Linked DNA regions of Macaca mulatta: region 1 is linked to region 2. Evidence: chromatin contacts called from public Hi-C data. All regions are on one chromosome and are shown on one strand. The core of a region is the stretch at or near the end of the contact, and the rest is flanking DNA. Distances in the headings are between cores, read along the strand shown.

Region 1 (5,017 bases), core at 1,037-3,536, 850 kb after region 2:
TATTTTTAACAGTTGTGTTAAAAATAAAACCAAGCTTCAATCCCTGCTTTTATATTTAGTAGCTGGGTGTTTGAGGGGCAAGTATTATAATACCTCAGTGCCTTCATTTCCTAATCTGTAGTTTGGGATAGTAACAGTACCTGGCTGGAAGGTTGTTTTGTGGATTAAATAAACTAGTATGTGTAAAGTACATAGAACAGTGCTTGGCATGTGAGAAGGGTTATATAATGCTGGCTTTTATAATGATTCCTTAGTAAACTGCTTAAGGAGAATAATATTCCCGAAACCTGTAGATATTTCGTTCTGAGTAACTCTCCTAAATAAAAGTGACTTGAATCTTTATCAAATTCTTATTTCCACATCTGCTCAGTAGCACTGGGTTAAGGGACACACTGGTGTCTTGTATGAGTTCACAGATCTCTTAGAGTGTCTACTTGAGGCTCTGCTCTTCTTGCGCACCCAAGAAGCAGACAGCTTGTGCAACAAAAGCTCAAATTCAAGGAGTCTGCCTTTGCCTTTTCCCATCTCTTACTGATACTGTCTTCTTGTTTCGTACTGGGACCACTGGTCTTAAGTTGACGATGAAGAAACAATTCGTTCTTCATTCTCCATTACTTTAAAAAACTAAGCTGCTGCAAAGGGAAAAGAATTTAAGAAATCACACATTTTAAAAAGAAATAGCCAGTTATATTTAGGAGAAGGTAGCCCTGCCAAAACACATCATACATGGAATATAGGCTCCTACTTTTTCCTGCCCTGAAGATCTTGAAGAGTGTGCTTGGTAAAAGCTCACTCGGGTCTATCAGAATCACACAAGGCCTCTGTGGGGTATGGCCTTGCACAACCCAGGGGAATCTTGAACCATTTTTCTCCCTGGTTTTCATAATCTTTTGAGTACCCCAAGGCTCCTGGATCCAAACTCTTAATTTGTTCTAAGTAATTACATTCAACAATTGACCGTTGTTTGAAGCAATGAAAATGAAGGTTTTGTTTGGCCTATATGCTCTGCTTCTAGGGCACGATGCCAAGTCTCTGAGCATGTCTGGGCATGAAGAAGGGACTAGAAGAAGGGACCTTTGTGGTCCAAGGGCTTGCACCTTTGAATGAATATTAAAAGGATTTTATGGTACTCTGCAAGCACAGATGCTACTCACTGCTTACAGCTCAGCTTGGGCGGGAGTCTGAAATCAGGAAGCTGCAAGTTAACATTAGCAGAATGAACAAAGAATGAAGAAGGAGATAGAGACACTGATGCACGTGTTGTCAGAAAGAAAGTTCCCAGAAGTGTTTCTCCTCATGATTTTGAAAACAGAACGTGAACAAGGATATATACAAGTATCCTCAAATTTCCCTTAGCCTCATAAGTAATTTTAGAAAGCATTCACTATAAGATCCCAAATAAAGTTGGAAGACTTGCAATTTCTTTATCTGAGGATATTTGGAAATATTGAAATATCAGGAGGAAATGGTAACTTTTTAAAATTGTGTATATTCAAATAGTTATGTCAGTTTTCATACCCACAGTTATGTGAGAAGTTGTGATTTCATTCATTTAGCCAATCAAACAGTCATTCATTCAACAAATATTTATTTACAGGCATCGTGTTAATAGTTGGTGCTAAGGAATATCCCAGTTTCACTAGGCTTCTTTCCCAGCCTTTCGGTGTCTAGGCTTGGCCTGCCATCAGTGTACTTGTATTTGCATTTGGAAGGTATCTCCTTTCAACTCTGAAAGACAGAGGTAGTCTAATGGAGGCCAAGATAACCCATGTTTAGGCTGAAATGCCACCATTTAGCAAATATGTGATCCTGGGCAAAGTATTTATTCCCTCAGACTCAGTTTCTCATCAGTGAAATGGGGCCCAATAATTATAATATCTAGTTTGCAGGGATACTTGAGGATTACAGAGCATGAAAGCACTCTGAAACTGAAGATCTCTGTGAATGGGCTTTTATTTAATGCCTGAGAAACTTGCATTGCTTTAAGAAAAGTATCCCAAATGGTCCAAACATTAGATTATTGTAAGAGATGAAACCATTTCTTTTGACTATTGTATTAAAAAACATATTTACTTTTTTAGTTGACTTTTAAAAATTCTTAATATTAGTCAAAGTAGTAAATACACATGGAGGCACACTCAAATAGTACCGAAGGACAAGAGGAAAGGCAGCAGTCCCCTGACACCTCCAATCCCCTTCTCCAGCCCAATCTGCCGAAAGAACCATGTGACTGTTGCTATTTTCTGTTCTTCAGCTTTACCCCACAGTAATATTGCCCTTATACTGTCTTAACCGTGGGAGGAAACATCCCAGGGTTTTCCAAAACTGCAACAATTTCTTCTACACCTCTTCTGGGACACTTGTTGAAAGTGAACAGGAACACCTAGGTACATTCTAATTTTCCAAACAGTGGTTTTCCAGGCAGAATCTTGATCAATATCATCGGCATACATGTTCGTTTTTTAAATTCCATACCTAATTTTCTACGGCTTGATAAAATATAAACAACTTTCCACTTCCCAATTTTTTGTATGTGTGTTATTATGGACAAAAGTTTGTTTTGCTTTTTTTGCTTGTTTGTTTCTTGTGCTAGTCACCTAAGAATGAAACTGCCACCCTCAACAAAACCAGGAATGGAACACTGTAGCACAGAACACAAATGCCGGTTTCCATAGACCACGGCACAGAATTTGGGTAAAGCAATAGTGCCCTCTTCTGGCTACAATGAAGAACCAACTACAGAAGGATCTGATAATGTTCAAAGCAACCCTACCGAAAAATAAAACAATGAACATTGTGTGTCGACCCTTGTGGATCCGTTTGAGCAGCCACTCTTGCCGTCGTAGCCCTAAACTGCGTTCAAATGAGCAATCCCAAATGTAATCTGGGGTCCAGCCAGCCTGCAACAATGCCGTGAGCTCCTGTGTTCCAGACTGGCTAGTAGAGGGCACAGCTGGGTCATCTATTTTCTCAGCAGAGACTGAGCAATTTCCAACCAGCCAACCCAGTGCCACTGCCCCCTCTGCGCATAATAATAAGTTGTCCTGAGGGCCCCTGGACAGGGACTCATTTGTCCAACGGGATGGTCTTGGAGCTAGTAACAATGACTAGAATCCCTGACATTTACATGGTCTTATGTGCTAGGCACTTTTTATGCTTATCTCCTTTAATCCCCACAGCAACCCTGAAAGAATAATGTCTCACTTGGGTGAAGCCAAGAGCTGAGTGCTTAACCACTGAACTACATTGCCTCCTATTTTCCTGATTATCTAAGGCCCATTCTTTTCTGTTCTCTGGAATGCCAGCTTTGAACACCTGGCACATACCCAGTGGATTTACAAGAAATGAATTTCTTGGTTTACTTTGCTCCATGTTGACAGGCCTGATAAAGGTGTGACAAATGAGAAGCTGGAATCAATTGACTAAAATTATATAGTTGTGTATTTTTAATCCACTTTTACTTTTTTACCATAGTTGATTGAATGTCTTACCAGATCATTCTTTCATTCTGGCACACAGTACCCGCAAGAGATTGTTACATCAGTTCACAAGCAAAGGAATGTCCTAATCAAATTGCTCTTTTAAATTTAGATCAGACATAGTTCCTTAACTATGGAATGAAGCACTGTATCCCCAACTATGATCAAATCCCAAATATTGCGAGAAGCATCTTTTTCCCACTTTGAAATCTGTAATCCAAATGTCCAGGCAAGCTCTGGGTATCCTCCTGGAAGGACCTGGAGCAAAAATGCAATGGAAAATGAAGGAAGTGTTTAACTTCTTGGCTGTAGCCAATGACTGTGCCATTATGTTTAAACACCCACGATGCACAGATTCAGCTGAATCTTGAAGTCTTTATACAGGACAATGGTTTACAGATGCAAAGCATGCTGTCAGTGAGTGGACACGGAACCTTCTTGAGCGTGTTACAATGCCTTTCACTTCTTGAAGAAGCCAAACACAGTAAAACCTCAATTGTCTAGAAGCTGACTCACTAGAACGATTAATAAAACATTTTTCCTATACCGAACTTTTAGAGGACAGATACTAAACACACAAAAACATATCGCTGTTGGAGCATTCTTTTAAAAGCAAATGATGTTTACCTAAGCAACAAATTAGAAAGATTTACTTGATAAACAGGAATTAACAGTATAAGGGCAATATTATTATGGGTAAAGCTGAAGAATAGAAAATAGCAACTGTTTCATCGCGCCTTCTGCAGATTGGGCTGGAGAAGGGGGTTGGAGGTGTCAGGGGGCTGCTACCTTTCCTCTTGTCCTTCAGTACTATTTGAGTGTGCCTCCATGTGTACTTACTACTTTGACGAATATTAAGAAGTTTTAAAAGTCAACTGCAGGCTGGGTGCGGTGGCTCACGCCTGTAATCCCAGCACTTTGGGAGGCCGAGGCGGGCAGATCACGAGGTCAGGAGATCGAGACCATCCTGGCTAACACAGTGAAACCCCATCTCTACTAAAAATACAACAACAACAAAAAAATTAGCTGGGCGTGGTGGCATGCACCTGTAGTCCCAGCTACTTGGGAGGCTGAGGCAGAAGAATGGCGTGAACCCAGGAGGCGGAGTTTGCAGTGAGCCAAGATGGCGCCACTGCACTCCAGCCTGGGCGACAGAGCGAGACTCCACCTCAAAAAAAAAAAAAAGTTAACTGCAAAAAGAAATATGTTTTTTAATACAATAGAAGAAATGGCTTCATGGCTTTATCTCTTACAATGATGTAATGTTTCGATGATTTGGGATAATTTTCATAAAGCAAGTTTCTCAACCATTCAGTAATATGAGCATTCATAGAGATCTTCAGTTTCAGAGTGCTTTTATGCTTTGTAATGCTCAGGTATCCCTGCAAGGTGGATATTATAATTATTGGGCCCCATTTTATGGATAAGAAACTGAGTCTGAGAGAGTAAATACTTTGCCCAGGATCACATATTTGCTAAATGGTGGCATTTTAGCCGAAACATGGATTCTCTTGGCCTCCATTAGACTACCCCTCTGT
Region 2 (4,630 bases), core at 70-2,569:
CATGTTTTCATTGATGCTTTCCAAGGTTGTTTTTCTAGTTCACAAAAATAAATATTAGTGTAGCATATATGTAATTTTTTAAAAACCCACCTGACTTTATCTTTTTCAGTGTGTCAAAAGCCTGGTGGTTCAACAGAATGAACATGAAGACCAGCACAGCCTAGATTTGGGTATGTTCTGAAATAACGCTTTTACCTATACTCATAATGATATCCCAGATCCAGGTTTAGAGTGGACAAGAAGCAAGTACATTTTAACTTAAAATATTCCTTCCTGGGAACCTTATCTGTTTCCTGAAACCCATCCAGATAAATTTTATTTGTAGGATCATTTGGAATACCATGACTCTAGAGGTTGAGACTCCGTTTACAATCTAAAAAACAAGGCAATTAAAGCTTTTCATGAACAGTTTTACTCTGAGCCAGAAGCTGGCTTTGGACTTGTCATATGTTCCCTTGTTATTCCTAGGAAGTAGGCACTACCAGCCTCAGGTTCAGGTGAAGCCATTGAACCACTGGTGGAGAGTAGACGGTGGAACCGAGACTCATAACGTCATTCCACCTGGCCCTAGAATCTCCAAGTTTATCAATATCCCATTTTGATGCCCAGTGGGGTCCCCTTGGAGCTCAGCCTGTGTGATCTACCCTGCTGAGCTCAAGAAAAGACCAGATGCTTGTTCTGGGATTTGAGTCTGATGTGAGTGTCCTTTCAGAGGAACCAGGTGTTCCTCCACCCTTGGCAAGGTGGACGTATTTCCTCCCTTGGACCTGGGAATTCTCATCTGCTTACAATATTCTATTTCACAACTCCCTGAGGACTCCTTCCTAAATCTTCTACCAGGCACTCTCTATTTCTTCAAGGCTAATTTGGGCCCCAGCCCTATCTCTTGAGTTACTTAGAGGTGAATAGAGCATCATGAAGCTGATGGGGTGTTTGAAGACATAGGCTGAGCAATCAGCACAGGCTGAGTTTGGGCACCTGGATGGTCTGTGAAGACCTCTGGGGCTGACAAGTGAGAGGCAGATGAGCACGAACCATCCCAGTTGGTTTCCTCTGGTTCTGTAAACCTGAGGCAGCTCACACACCTGGAAAGGCACACACGGGCAGGACAGCCTTAGAAGTTGCAAGGGGTGAGGTGTTGCTGATGGTGGTGACTGAGGGCTCAAGCTGATGTGAAATCAGGAAAAACGAAATCAATGCTCAGAGTGAGATTAATGAAGAAGGTGGATGACCCACAGGGTCACCGTGAGCCTACACGTGCCTGGGGCTGGCTCCCTGGAGGCTGGGGGAGTGTGGTTGGTATGCTGCGCCGACACACGGCAGAGCAGTTACAAGCATTCAGAAATCATGCTGTGTAGAGCAGAGCAAGGAGGAAGCACCCACAGTGTTGGCTGACGGTGTTGCTAGTAGCTTGGCCACGTGCCAGAGGTGGTTTCCAGGATCTTGCTGCACACGGCTCTACTGAAATTGGAAGAGAAATTTAGACCCACACTAAGCGATATACACGTCCTCCACATTTTTGCTATTTAAGGTAAGAGTAATGATTTACTTACAGAAGAGGGTAAGAGGAAGGCAAAAAGAAAGCAAACATCTCTGTATAGGTGGCTGTCGTGGGTCACTGATGTCAGGGCCATAGCTGTTACTCACACACACAGGATGTCTCAGCTACAGATTGCATCATGCTCCTGGGAATGTTAGCTTTGAAGAATGTTTACTAAGACGAATTGCTGGGGGAGGGAGGTAGGCTACTAAAAGTATGAAACATTGAGATGATCTTAATTTCAGGTTTTAAAAACTCACTCTAGTTTCAAACTTGTATATTTGTGAGCAAGAAGACACATGCTGTGGAAATTGTAGTAGTTTGGCCTCGTCTGAGTGTTTTGTCAGTAACATCATGAAGTCTGTGAAGGACTTGAGAAAGACAAATGAGCACAACTTTAATGCAGTGATTTATGAAAAGGACCGTGATGAGTGTTTGTTGTGCTGGCATTTTCTTTTTGGTTCATTTAAACTTTTTGAATTAATAAAGTCCCCTGAGTTTTTGCAAAGGAAATTATAACAGATTTTCAAAGAACCTGAGACAGAGAAGGGGACAGCAAGCTGTGAGCAATAGTCAGATGGTCAGACACGGTCTGGAATAGGAAACGGCTCGCCCTGGAGGCTACTTCAACACTCTTTTTGTTATTTCTTATGTGTTATTTTTTATTTTTTGAGATGGAGTTTTGCTCTGTTAGCCAGGCTGGCATGCAGTGGCACCATCTTGGCTCACTGCAACTTCTGCCTCCTGGGTTCAAGCAATTCCCCTGCCTCAGCCTCCCGAGTAGTTGGGATTACAGGCGCCCATCACCATGTGCAGGTAATTTTTGTATTGTTAGTGGAGTTGGGGTTTCACCTTCAAACTCCTGACCTCAAGTGATCTGCCCGCCTTGGCCTCCCAAAGTGCTGGGATTACAGTCATGAGCCACCCCACCTGGCCTCTTTTGATATTTTATAAGTGCTTTATTCTGCCCAGTCTCAGGAAATGTTGATAAATAGCGTGGGATAAACACATGATAAATGCTGATAAATAGATGTGTAAGTCTTTGCTGACTTGTATTATTCAGAATTGTGTGGTGTGGGTGGGGCTTCATCAGTGACACAAGCACGGCTCCAGTGACGCCCTCTGTGCTGATGGACACATTCTCTCGCTGTTCTATCCAGTGTAGTAGCCTGTGGCCACCTACGTCTGTTGAGCATGTGACTTGTGACTGAGGAATCGGATTTTTAATTATCTAATTTTGTTGTATTGGACAGGGCAGAACAGAGTAAGTTCCCTTTGTGGTGGTGTTTTCTTTCTCCTTCTGGAAGTGTTTTGTGTGTTTATTGTTTTCTATTTTTTTAAGTTTTCATGGTACATAGGAGGTGTATATATTTGTAGGGTATGTGAGATGTTTTGGTACAGGTGTGCAATATGAAATAAGCACATCATGGGGAAAGGAGTATCCATCCCCTCAAGCATGTATCTTTTGAGTTTACAAACAATCCAATTACACTCTTTAAAATGTATGGATTAAATTATTTTTTAGTATAGTTACCTATTGTGCTATCAAATAGTAGGTCTTATTCATTCTTTCTATTTTTTTTTTTTTTGTACCCATCCTTTGTAATGTTTTATTGACCTTTCAGGACATCCAGAATCACACTTACCATTAGTTTACACACTGAAAATCGTGGTTGGCGAAATGTCTTGGGTGTGTAACAACTGGCAAGCTCATCCAAGCCAGTGCCCCAGAACTACCTCCGCAAGGAGCTGACATTTATGTCAAATGCGGGAATTATGGCCCCATTCTCTGCAGATGCTGTAAGGGGTTGGCATTTTGTCGAAGGGGAGAATCATCAGTTGAAGGGCTAAGATCTGCTTCTGTTGCTGTCACAGTGCAGAGTGGGACTCCTTCATATTCTAGGCAGGTCAGATGGGGAAAGGTGGCAAAGCATTTGAAGGAAACAGAAGAATAGAAGGTAGATGAAATGAAATGGGTCAATACCAAAAATAAGAAACAGAGGATCCACTTGGCTCAAGTAAATGGCACTAAATGTGATTAAGAAATAGGATATGGCTGGGCGTGGTGGCTCATGCCTGGAATCCCAGCAGTTTGGGAGGTCAAGGTGGGAGGATCACTTGAGGTCAGGAGTTCGAGACCAGGCTGGCCAACATGGTGAAACCCTGTTTCTACTAAAAATACCAAAATTAGCCGGGTGTGGTGGTGCATGCCTGCAGTCCAGCTACTTGGGAGGCCGAGGCAGGAGAATGACTTGAACCCGGGAGGCAGAGGTTGCAGTGAGCCGAGATCGTACCATTCATTGTACTCCAGCCTGGGCGACAGAGCAATTCCATCTCAAAAAGAAATAAGAACTGCTTAAAGTTTTGATCCTATTTCTTAATCATATTTAATGCCATTTACTTGAGCCAAATGGACCCTTTGGGCAGCAGCAAGTGTTGTGCCAAAAGGAGAAGGGGAGTGAACATCTTGCAGGAACAAGCGGACAGCCTGTGGGAAATGGAGTAGATGGGGAGTCTCAGCTGTAAAACTGGAATCCCAATTGCAAACAAAGATGCATAAACGATCACTGAATCAGCAAAGCTGCGAATGGCTTGATTAGACACTGTCTTGCAAACTCTACTTTTAAGAGGTTGAATCTGAAAAAATAAAGCTGCATGGCTTTGGTTAGAAATTAAGATATTCAGTTAAAAGTTAAGTTCCTCCTTGAGGACTGTGAAACCATAGTGCCAGTGTCTCAGGGGAATTACAGAAGCTCCTGGAACATGATGCTCCTGTTCTTTCATCAAATAATATGTCAAAGTGTGAGTGAGGTTGTGGGTGACAGACCAGATGTGGTGACACTCATACTGAAGCTGATTTTCCTGCAATTATTTATCACTCATGGTCTGCATTAGATTAAAGAGGACATGAAATCTATTTGGCCAAAGCTGAGTATCTTCTGACTATTTGGATGGAAAAAATGAAGGGTTGGTGAAACTGACATGTCAAAACAAGAACTATGTGAGCATGTTCTGACTTTCCCTATGAGGGAAGGTGATAGGGAGATAGAGACACTCCCTATAGGTGATAGGAGACAAGAGGATAGCATT

What was found. Hi-C and Micro-C count contacts between places; a contact is called where the count stands out from the background.
Region 1: a Hi-C map of fetal cortical plate shows a contact between it and region 2, with 2.5 times the contacts expected there. The contact joins two enhancer-like sites. A contact is called at or near these places in 2 of 14 Hi-C or Micro-C datasets (fetal cortex germinal zone and fetal cortical plate).

The regions. Positions count from the first base shown.
Region 1 is chr6:81,032,270-81,037,286 of T2T-MMU8v2.0, forward strand. No RefSeq gene overlaps it. Among named protein-coding and RNA genes, the nearest start is that of ENC1, 7.7 kb to the left of the region's middle. Within about 2 kb of position 2,287, at least 7 of the 40 cell types and tissues checked have an H3K27ac peak or open chromatin away from gene starts, as enhancers often do. A contact at or near this core is called in fetal cortical plate, where this site is marked.
Region 2 is chr6:80,184,097-80,188,726 of T2T-MMU8v2.0, forward strand. It overlaps ARHGEF28 (Rho guanine nucleotide exchange factor 28), which reads left to right. Exons shown (of 36, transcript XM_078004863.1): 9 at 110-170. Among named protein-coding and RNA genes, the nearest start is that of ARHGEF28, 170 kb to the left of the region's middle. Within about 2 kb of position 1,320, at least 14 of the 40 cell types and tissues checked have an H3K27ac peak or open chromatin away from gene starts, as enhancers often do. A contact at or near this core is called in fetal cortical plate, where this site is marked.